Linked DNA regions of Hordeum vulgare: all the other regions are linked to region 1. The links are chromatin contacts, called in public Hi-C maps. All regions are on one chromosome and are shown on one strand. Each heading gives the region's core, a stretch centred on a gene start, on an enhancer-like site or on the middle of the called end of the contact. The rest is flanking DNA. Distances are from core to core; before and after follow the strand shown.

Evidence for each region. A called contact is a pair of places that touch in the nucleus more often than the background predicts.
Region 2: a contact with region 1 is called in a Hi-C map of seedling, with 2.8 times the contacts expected there. The contact joins the promoter of LOC123430163 here to the promoter of LOC123426423 in region 1. A contact is called at or near these places in 3 of 6 Hi-C or Micro-C datasets (leaf and seedling).
Region 3: a Hi-C map of leaf shows a contact between it and region 1, with 4 times the contacts expected there. The contact joins the enhancer-like site here to the promoter of LOC123426423 in region 1. A contact is called at or near these places in 4 of 6 Hi-C or Micro-C datasets (leaf and seedling).

The regions. Positions count from the first base shown.
Region 1 is chr2H:403,840,348-403,843,247 of MorexV3_pseudomolecules_assembly, forward strand. It overlaps LOC123426423 (beta-glucuronosyltransferase GlcAT14A-like), which reads right to left and starts at 1,325. Exons shown (of 5, transcript XR_006622203.1): 1 at 595-1,325.
Region 2 is chr2H:403,488,460-403,491,445 of MorexV3_pseudomolecules_assembly, forward strand. It overlaps LOC123430163 (transcription factor BHLH6-like), which reads right to left and starts at 1,412. Exons shown (of 4, transcript XM_045114061.1): 1 at 1,259-1,412; 2 at 937-1,159; 3 at 408-836. The coding sequence starts at 1,338.
Region 3 is chr2H:403,386,861-403,390,011 of MorexV3_pseudomolecules_assembly, forward strand. No RefSeq gene overlaps it. Among protein-coding and RNA genes, the nearest start is that of LOC123430163, 100 kb to the right of the region's middle. Within about 2 kb of position 1,616, at least 3 of the 3 cell types and tissues checked have open chromatin away from gene starts, as enhancers often do. A contact at or near this core is called in leaf and seedling, where this site is marked.

The DNA.
Region 1 (2,900 bases), core at 75-2,574:
ATGATAGCTCTCGCTGATTATCAAAAATTCAGTACTAGCACACATGAGTTGCCCGACCTTATTGATTCTGGTAGGTTGTTGCAGAATTGATTAAGTACAGCACCGCGGAGTACGGACAGCTACTCGTAGAAGACCGTTTGAACAATTCAGCGCAAAAACATACTGCAACGCCCTTAAGGACGGCACTTACATTGGCACAACCAGAAATAGAGTTGTACAAAGGTGCAGCTAGTACCAAACAGTTTCCAGGACTAACAGCACAATGCACCTCGAGTATCCAATTTCAAAATGTGAGATTTTAGACTGATTCATAGCTTGTAATGTCAGGCAGCAACAACAAAATTTAAAAAAAGCTATGTCAGCCACTCCAACTCAATGGTAACTAACTTGTGTACAATTAAGCCGTAACTCGCAAGAAAGAAATCCATCTCATGAGTCTTGAGAGGTAAGCAATGCATCAAATGGCAATCGCAATCACCCAGTACGTACTCCATATAAAATTATATATTAAAAAGCATAGAAAAATATATATTAAAAAGCATAGAAAATTAATTAAACTATAGGAAGAGTGTTTGCTAGCAGTATCTATCTTACCGTCCTGCGTGACGAGAGGATAGTCCCAGGCGCTGAGCGTGACGAACCAGTCCCAGTCAGCCCCAATCCTGAGCAGCACAGCGGCGCCGTGCAGCGCCGCTGCGAGCACCGAGGAGCCCGTCCTGTCTACCGCGTAACTCTCCCCTACCACGTCGACGTTTGCGAACTCCCTCCACGCCGCCTCGTCCCGCGCAGCGGCGGCCAACTCCGTCCGCTCGTCCCGCGACGCCCCCGCGTCCAGGTGCAGCAGGTACTGGTTCCTCGGGTGGTACACCGCCCTGAGCAGCCTGAGGACCCTGCGGCCCTCTCCGCCCGTGCCGGATATCCAGTACGCGACGGAAGGCGGGCTCCCGGGACCCCTCGCCACGAGCGGCCGGACGCGCGCGGGGGGGTAGGCGAGACCGTAAGGGGAGGCCCGGAAGAGGACCAGCAGCGCCGCCGCGGCCAGCGCGGCGGCCGCGATGGCCGGGGGCAAGCGGCACGACCTCATTGCACCGAGTTTCATTTTGTTGGAGGTTTGACCCGCGCGGCCGGCGGCATGAGGCGTACGGAACTGGAAGCGCGGGAATAAATGGTGACGAGAGAGCACGGCGGCGACCTGAGGGGTGCGCGTTACGGCGGGGGCGAGGTGGTCGTAGTCGATTAGTGCGTGGTTTGGAATTGGATGCTTGGACTGGGAGACGGGGACAGGAGGGGAGAGTTTTTAAAAGTTAGGCGGCACGGCACGGCACGGCGTAAGGTGGCGCCGTGGGCCGAAAGGTCCAGAAGGAGGTGCGTGCCGTGGTGGGAAGTTACCAGTTGGCATTTAGTTGTCTCAAAAGAAAAATTAGTTGTGGTGGGGCCGTGGGGCTTTAAAGGCCACGGCGGACACGCGGGTCGGTGTTCGATTTCAGGGCAACCGGCAAAATTGATAAAAATTCACAAACTGTTTTTATAAAAAAATCGCTCAACTGATAGTTTTGTGTAACATTTTTGAACCGGGCTTTCTCCCCTTTCCATTACTTTCATAACGAAAATACAATGTTTTTAAAACCAGAACCAGAAAGAGAGGGAAACGAAAAAAAGCGAGTTCGTAACAATATCAGGAAACCCACCGTTTATGCCTCTCATCAGGAACATAAACTGTGGGACGAAAACCTGATATCATCTGATACTACGCAAAAGATCAAAAGCTACACTACCATGAACCCGCTACCAGGGTTTCCAACAACCATAACCAGACCAGGCTCACAAAAGAGCACAAGATAAAACAAAAGAGTCACACACTGACAAAATTTAATCATCACTAGGAACCAAGCTTTTTGCACTGTAACCAGCAAGATCCATCGCCAAGGAATCGTCATCTTCTCCTGCACTTATCACTCCTCCCAGGCTTCTTCCTCCTGTGCCTGTTCGGTCGATTCTGGCCTTGGTGGTCCACATAGCAACAACATCTGGGATGCGCTCTCTTTTAGCAATTGAGCTCCCTTCTTGACAGTCTCCACCATCATCGGTTTTTGCATACCTACCCAGTATTCAACAAACGCACATGTTGTGAAAACAATTTCAAAAGGAGTGTTAATCCACTTCTTTTCAAAAGTAGCCCGATTCCGAGCCAACCATATAGACCAGCAAACTGCAGCTAAGCCAACAGTATAAATCTCACATAAGCCTCGCAAAAAAGCATACAACCAAGAATAAACTTTCCAAATCGTTTTCGGAATATAACTGGTACCAAAAACAGCACCAACAGTTCTCCAAACAACCTTGGCCACCGAGCACCCAAAAAACAAATGCTGCGCCGATTCAGGTTCATCACAAAAAGAACATTTAGGGTCCCCCTTCCACTGGCGTTTCTTCATATTATCTCTTGTAAGAATGGAGTTTTGAAATAACTGCCACAAGAAGATTTGAATCTTCAAAGGAATCTTAGTTCCCCAAATCCACTTATAATTGGCCCCTGCAAGGTTTCTCTCTAACCATCTATACATAGTTTTAGTGGAGTATTCTCTGGAATTATCTAATTTCCAGTATATTTCGTCATCCTCATGTGCACAAATTTTATCCAACACATATTGTCTCATTTCATCCCATTTCTGGAGCATATCTGGAGATAATCTTCTCCTAAAAGAAGATAAATGATTCATACTCTCCAACTTATCAACAGTACATTCCGTATCTAAGCAAATTTCAAAGATATCAGGATATCTGTCTTGTAGAAGGACATTATCACCCAGATCATCTAGCCATAGGCTAGCTATGTTACCTTTTTTAAGCACCACCCCTCTGTCAGCCATGTAATGCTCCTTAACCTTCAGAATTGCTTT
Region 2 (2,986 bases), core at 162-2,661, 350 kb before region 1:
TGTTGCGCGACGCCGATCCAGCGGCCAAAAGCCCAAAATATGGATCGAGGAGATCCCTCGAATGGGAAAGGAATATTTTCTTTTTCTGGAGCATTTTGAGTTTCTTGCGTGTGATGTGGCGTTGAACGCCGCAAATGGAACAGAGGAACGACCTTTTTGACGTAACAAAACTACGGACTTTGGACCTTAAAAAGACCTTAAAAGAGGAAACTAAAAGGGTCTACCAATGGTAAAAGTCAAATTCAGTCAACCAACTTAAAAAGAAGGGGTCTGTGACGTCAGCACAACCAACGTCATCTTATTATCTAACAGAAGCAGAAACAGAGCCATCGGATCGGATAGAATCGTGCGAAAGAACTGGTTCTCATGAATTGTGGATGGCGGCGGCGGCGGCGGCGGCGACGTACCTCGACGAAGAGGGTGTGCATTAGGCAGCCGGAGACGGAAGTGATGTTGGCGGTGATGACCCTGAGGCGGAGCTCCTCGAGCACGCGGCACACCTTGGTCATGGCGTCGCGCTGCTTGCTGCACGTCACGCTCACCACCAGCACCTTCTCGCTCACCTCCGACACGCGCAGCTCCAGGACCTCCACGGGCGGCGAGGCAACTGCCGCCGCGGCGAGCAGGGCGTCGTTCATGGACGAGACCGACAGAGCGCGCTTCACCTTCTTCCTCTGTGCCGAGGAGACCTGCTCCACGGAGAGGCCGCCGTCGCAGTCATCGTCCGCGCCGGTGGCGGACTCGAGCGCGGACACCTCCGCCTCCATCTGCCGCTCCTCCGCCTGCAGATGTTGGATGTACTCGATGGCGTCCTTGATGATCGAGGCCTTGTCCATCTGCAACGACGAGGAACTTGCCGTTAGAATCGTCTCTCCGGCGATGGAGATGCTGCTGTGTACTAGCAATGCCGGTGCCGGCTGAGATGCTTGCGCTCACCTTGGTGATGTTGGGCACGACGCTGCGGAGCGTGTAGAGCTTCTCATTGAGCTTGCGGCGGCGGTCGCGTTCCATCAGGATGTTCTTGTTCGCCCCAGTGCCACCCATCCCGATCCCCGCCCCTGGCATGGCCGCCCCCGTCAGCGTCGAGGACGAGTGTGAACCGTCCGGCGAGCTGGAGTCGTAGTACGAGATGGCGTCTTCGGTCGCCCCCACGAAGATGCTGCAGCCAAGTACCATGAATTGAATCACCGTCACCCTCTCCTCCAAAATCCCTCAACAATGGCGCGATGGATGGCCGGAAGGCGGGAAAAAGGCGTACCTGTCAACGAGCTCCTCCGACTCGAGGTAGCGCTGCGTCTCCCAGTAGTATGCGAAGTTCTCGCCCATGTCCGGGTCCATGTCTTGTTTCTTCTCCCCTCTGATTCGTCGCGAGTTGATGCTCTTCTCTGTTCTGTTGCTCTGTCGCTCTTTCTCCAGGTGCTCTCACTTGTCCCTTTGAGCCCTTATATATAGGCGCGGGCTAGCATGAGTGGCTGGCTGGCGGGCCCCGCGCACGGGACAGGGACGCGCTGGCCTGTGGTCTCCGCCTCCGCGTAACGACCAGGCGAAAAACGTGGGGAAATTCAAGGCGGACACGCACGCCACTCTCTTTCACGCGCAGAGCACTGTCTCGCGTGCGGGATTATTAATTAAGTTTGGCTAATCTAGCACATGGAGCATTCGTGATAGCTCGATTTACTACTCGTACTACTAGTCTACTAACACACGTGCCTTGTTAGCTCAGCCCCAACGCGACGACAACAGTTTCTTTCCTTTTCTCTTTTCGTTGACACAAAATGAGGCTCTTCGCAAGGGCATTAATTAGTAGTTTTTTTTTAACTAGTAGCTTTACATAAAACTGAAGATGACCTTACTCCCTTCGTTCCATAATATAAAAACATTTTTAATACTAATGTACTTTCAAAAACAGTGTTAGAAATGCTCTAATATTATAAAACAGGGGAGAAGTATCAAAGACGGAGCCAACATTCATGCATAGAGGGGGCAAGTTTGTTCATGAAGGGGGCAAAGTTCATATGAAGTGAATTTTTTTGCCTACAACAATCACAATCATAGTAGAAGAATCGATTTGTTAGGGGGGTCTAGCCCCCCTCTCCCCCCTAAATTCGTCCCTGATAGTACCTAAACATGACTACTAAAAACACATATTCTATAACGTGAATGTCTGGATTTACTAATAGGACGACCCCATGTCATAATTTAAGCATGTGTGTAGAATAAAGAAGGTTGAATAGAATAATATGAATGACTCCTTTCTTACTTTTGTAAGCGGTCTTGGAGCTACAAGGATTTTTTTGGTCATGCCGTGCTAAAGAAGAACACATGAATTTTCAAAATCTGAACCATACTTCTTCAGAAGATTTTAGTGACAACTATTTTGAAAACAAAAATCTGAACCATAGAAGCTACATACTTCATTCTGAACCATACCTCTTCAATATGCTTTAGTGATAACTTCTATGGAAAAAAATTCTGAAAACAACTATCCCACACTGACGTTGTTTTGAACAGAAATAAAAGCTTTCAAAATTGGATGATTTTTTTTGGAGATTATATAGAAAATATTGGAGCTAACAAGTACCAAGAAGGGCCAATAGGAGTCCACATGGACGGGTGGCGCGGCTACCTTTGAGCCGCAATACATGTCTTTGTGGGGCCCGTGAGCACCGATTTGACCCGATTCCGGTGCTATAAATTGACAGCCCCCCCCCCCCCCCGGTTCAAAAATCATAGAGAAGTTTCATCGTGTTTTGTGATACGAAGCCACCGTCACCTCATGTTTTTCATTGGGAGCCCTAATCAGGAGACCACCTCTGGCTCCAGAGAGAGGGAATCGCCACCATCGTCATCGTCAACCCTTCTCCATCAACAACCTCATGATGCTCACATCCATATGTAAGTAACCGCCTTCTTCGCATACTGAGGATAGATGGGATTTGGATGATATTTCAGATGTAATAGTTGTCAATGTGTTAGGGCTTGATCC
Region 3 (3,151 bases), core at 366-2,865, 450 kb before region 1:
ATCAACCCTATGTGGTTCATTAGTTAATTAGGCAATTATAGTACAAAAGTTGGGCATTGCCAGACCAGTTTTAATCTAAGACGAATTATCAAGGGGGTCCCCATAACAACCCTGGTCGTGTTAGGAGCGCTCAGTTATGGAATATAACACCGGTAGCCGAAACTAGGGCGGTAAAGATGGAACAAAACACCAGGCTAGAAAGGCCGAGCCTTCCACCTTTTACCAAGTATATAGGTGCTTTAAATTAAATGGCATTAATATGGGGACATAACAAGGAACCCATGTTTTCACATGGAAGCAACTGCATCTGTAACTAGCAACGTTAACACATGGTTAAGCAAGCGATAACATAGCCAATCAGTGGTTTGCTAGGTTGTAAAAAGGTTGAAGGTTTATGGCAATGTTGACAGGCTGACATTTAATAGGTGGTAGGCAACGAGACATAATGAAAGAAACGAGACAACTAGCATGACATTGATAGTAATGGTATATAGGGAAATTATCATCTTGCTTGCGATCCCGCTTGGAAGAAGAACGAATCCGTGAAGCAGATGGACCGACGTAGTCGAACGGATCCTCACATTCCTACACGCTTATGGAACTCTACTGAGACGAAGCGAACTGAAAACAAGAATCAACACACGACATTCACCACGTCACATGCACGATATGATGCACAACCTAATATGATGCATGTCCAGTTGAATTATGCAAGGCATGGCATAGCAATTCACAACCGCCAAACACTACACATTAAGTGAAGCTCAATATGTAACGAGTTGCATATTGACGAAACTCCACATACGAGTTATTTAGTTCACTCCCGTTTTGATACATGACAGTATTAAATGTTGTTTAAACATGGAAAGAGGTGAAGCACAAATAAATTACCTATCTAGACATTTTAAATGAGGCCGGAAATGACATATAGCATTTCTGAGACGATCCCATGTGTTGACTTTGAAATTTGTCCAGATATGTCCAAAACACATTTTATTTTTGTTAAACGACAACAAAGTGGTTCACGTGAAACTACACGTCATTCTAGTCGGTTCACATATATATAGCTCATCTCCAACGGAGTTACGGTTAACTAGCTACGAATTAAACCATTTTCACATGGTATCACGCAAAACGATGCAACATAAAGGTTAAACAGTTTTAGATATGCACGAAAGTTGGAAATATTAATCTACACGAAACTCTACACGTTTTTCATATCTAATTTATTTCGATCCGACGGGTTTGAAAGATACGGGAGTTTTAAAATAGGCATCTAATGTGTAACTTTAAAATGCTCGAGCTAATTAGACAAATTCGTCGAGAGAAAAAAATGCAACGGGCCGAATCTATGCACTGGGCTGCAGTCAGTGGAAGCTTCCGGCCGACGTGCTTGGGTGTGTGGCTGTGTAAAAAATTAAACTATACATAATTTGGAGCCACTTGGACTCGAATCGAGGATCCCGCAGGTGCAGAACTGCCGAGCTAGCCAACTCGGCTAGATATGTCCTCATTTTATAAAATACATGCACTTCTAAATATCCTTAACATGCCAGAACGGATCTGAATGCAACACGAAGTTCAGTTATGGAAAGGATGCTCACAGCGGGGCCAACAGAGGCCGCGTGCATGGCCCGAAGATGGAGAGGGTCGGGGGGTTGCTCAAGGCGAGCTGCAGGCGAGGGGGCAAGGCCGTGTCCTGGCGTGGCGCGGAACGGGAGTTCCATTCCGACCAGACCCGTCACGAGATGGTGGCCCGCGACGATGGTTCCTGTGGCCATGGAGAGCTCCCGCTCGAGCACAGGAAGCAAAGACGACGCCATGCATCGGGAGGCGCGCATCGGAGGTCGGGAGGTCAAATAGCAGGGGCGTAGAGTGGAGGCGCCAGATCTAGTGGTCGAGAAGGTCCCTGCTGATGCCCGCGACGGTGGCCTTCCATGGCGTTGCTCGCTGCTCCTGTTCGAGGTTGCAAAGAGAGAGAGAGAGAGAACGAGGTGAGACTCGGGAGGAAGAAAAGAAGGGAAGGAAGGAAAGAGGAGCAGGAGAGGGGCGCGATGCTGGTCGGCCTGCTGGTGGAGCTCCGAGGAGACCGGTCGGCGAGGTGAAATTGGGGCTCCGGCAGGTGCGGCGGGAGCTGCTACTCCTGCTTGATGCCGGGCTACGGGCAGGCGGACGCGTCCATGGGGACACGAGCTGTGGGGGGAATTTGGCTGCGGTTTGGCTTGTGGAGAAAACTAGGTGGGTGGCGGCGGGACAAGATCGCTAGGAGTTACAGCGTGTTTGGCAGTCTCAGCGAAGGGGAATGGGAATTAGCAGTGGGAGTTGGCTGGAGGGTTTGGACGTGGGAAATAGTCTCCTAGTCCCATTCCCTTGTTTGGTGATTGAAAGGGGTTTTTCATGAGAATTTGATAGGGAAACTAACTAAGTAAATGGATCCACCGGTGGTATTCTATCCCTACACATACGGAGCGAGAGCAACTAACATGACAACGGTTTTTTTCCTCTCATTTTCCATTCCCTTCCTCAATTACCAGCCCCCACTAGGGAAGAGATAAGGGGAGTTTGACCCGTAACTCCCTTTCCCCTTCCCTCATTAATTCCCCTGTCCTCCAATCAAACAAGGGATTTTAAGTCCTACACCCCCCTAATTCCCATTCCCTACTACAAATTGCCCCGAAACAAGGTTTGTCCCTAATTAGGTAGAGGTGGCCTATTTATCGGCAATGGGGCTAGGTTAGGGGGGGTTTGCCCGTTTTCGAGCCATACAATCTTGATCGGACGACTACGGACGTGGGGATGGTCTTGATGGGCTAGGTGGGCTGTGTAACCATGATGTGCTGAGAGAAGAGAGGGGTTTGCGGCCCGACACAAGATTTTAAAACACCGAAAACGTTCGACGACAAAACGATGACGGTGCCGCTACCGTCGACCGTTCGGGTATCAAACGGGCTTCGATTGCGACGTAATTTGGCAGGCAGTCTACCTACACTATATTAAGACCGCGCGCCAAGTTTCGACACAATCCTAGAAAGTTTTATACACACTTTTAAAAAACAAAAATTTAATGATGCCGCGGGCGTGTGCGTGTGTGGTTGATCTCAAAACGGTCAACGACGAAAACGGAGGGAGTCGTTGATACGTCTCCAACGTA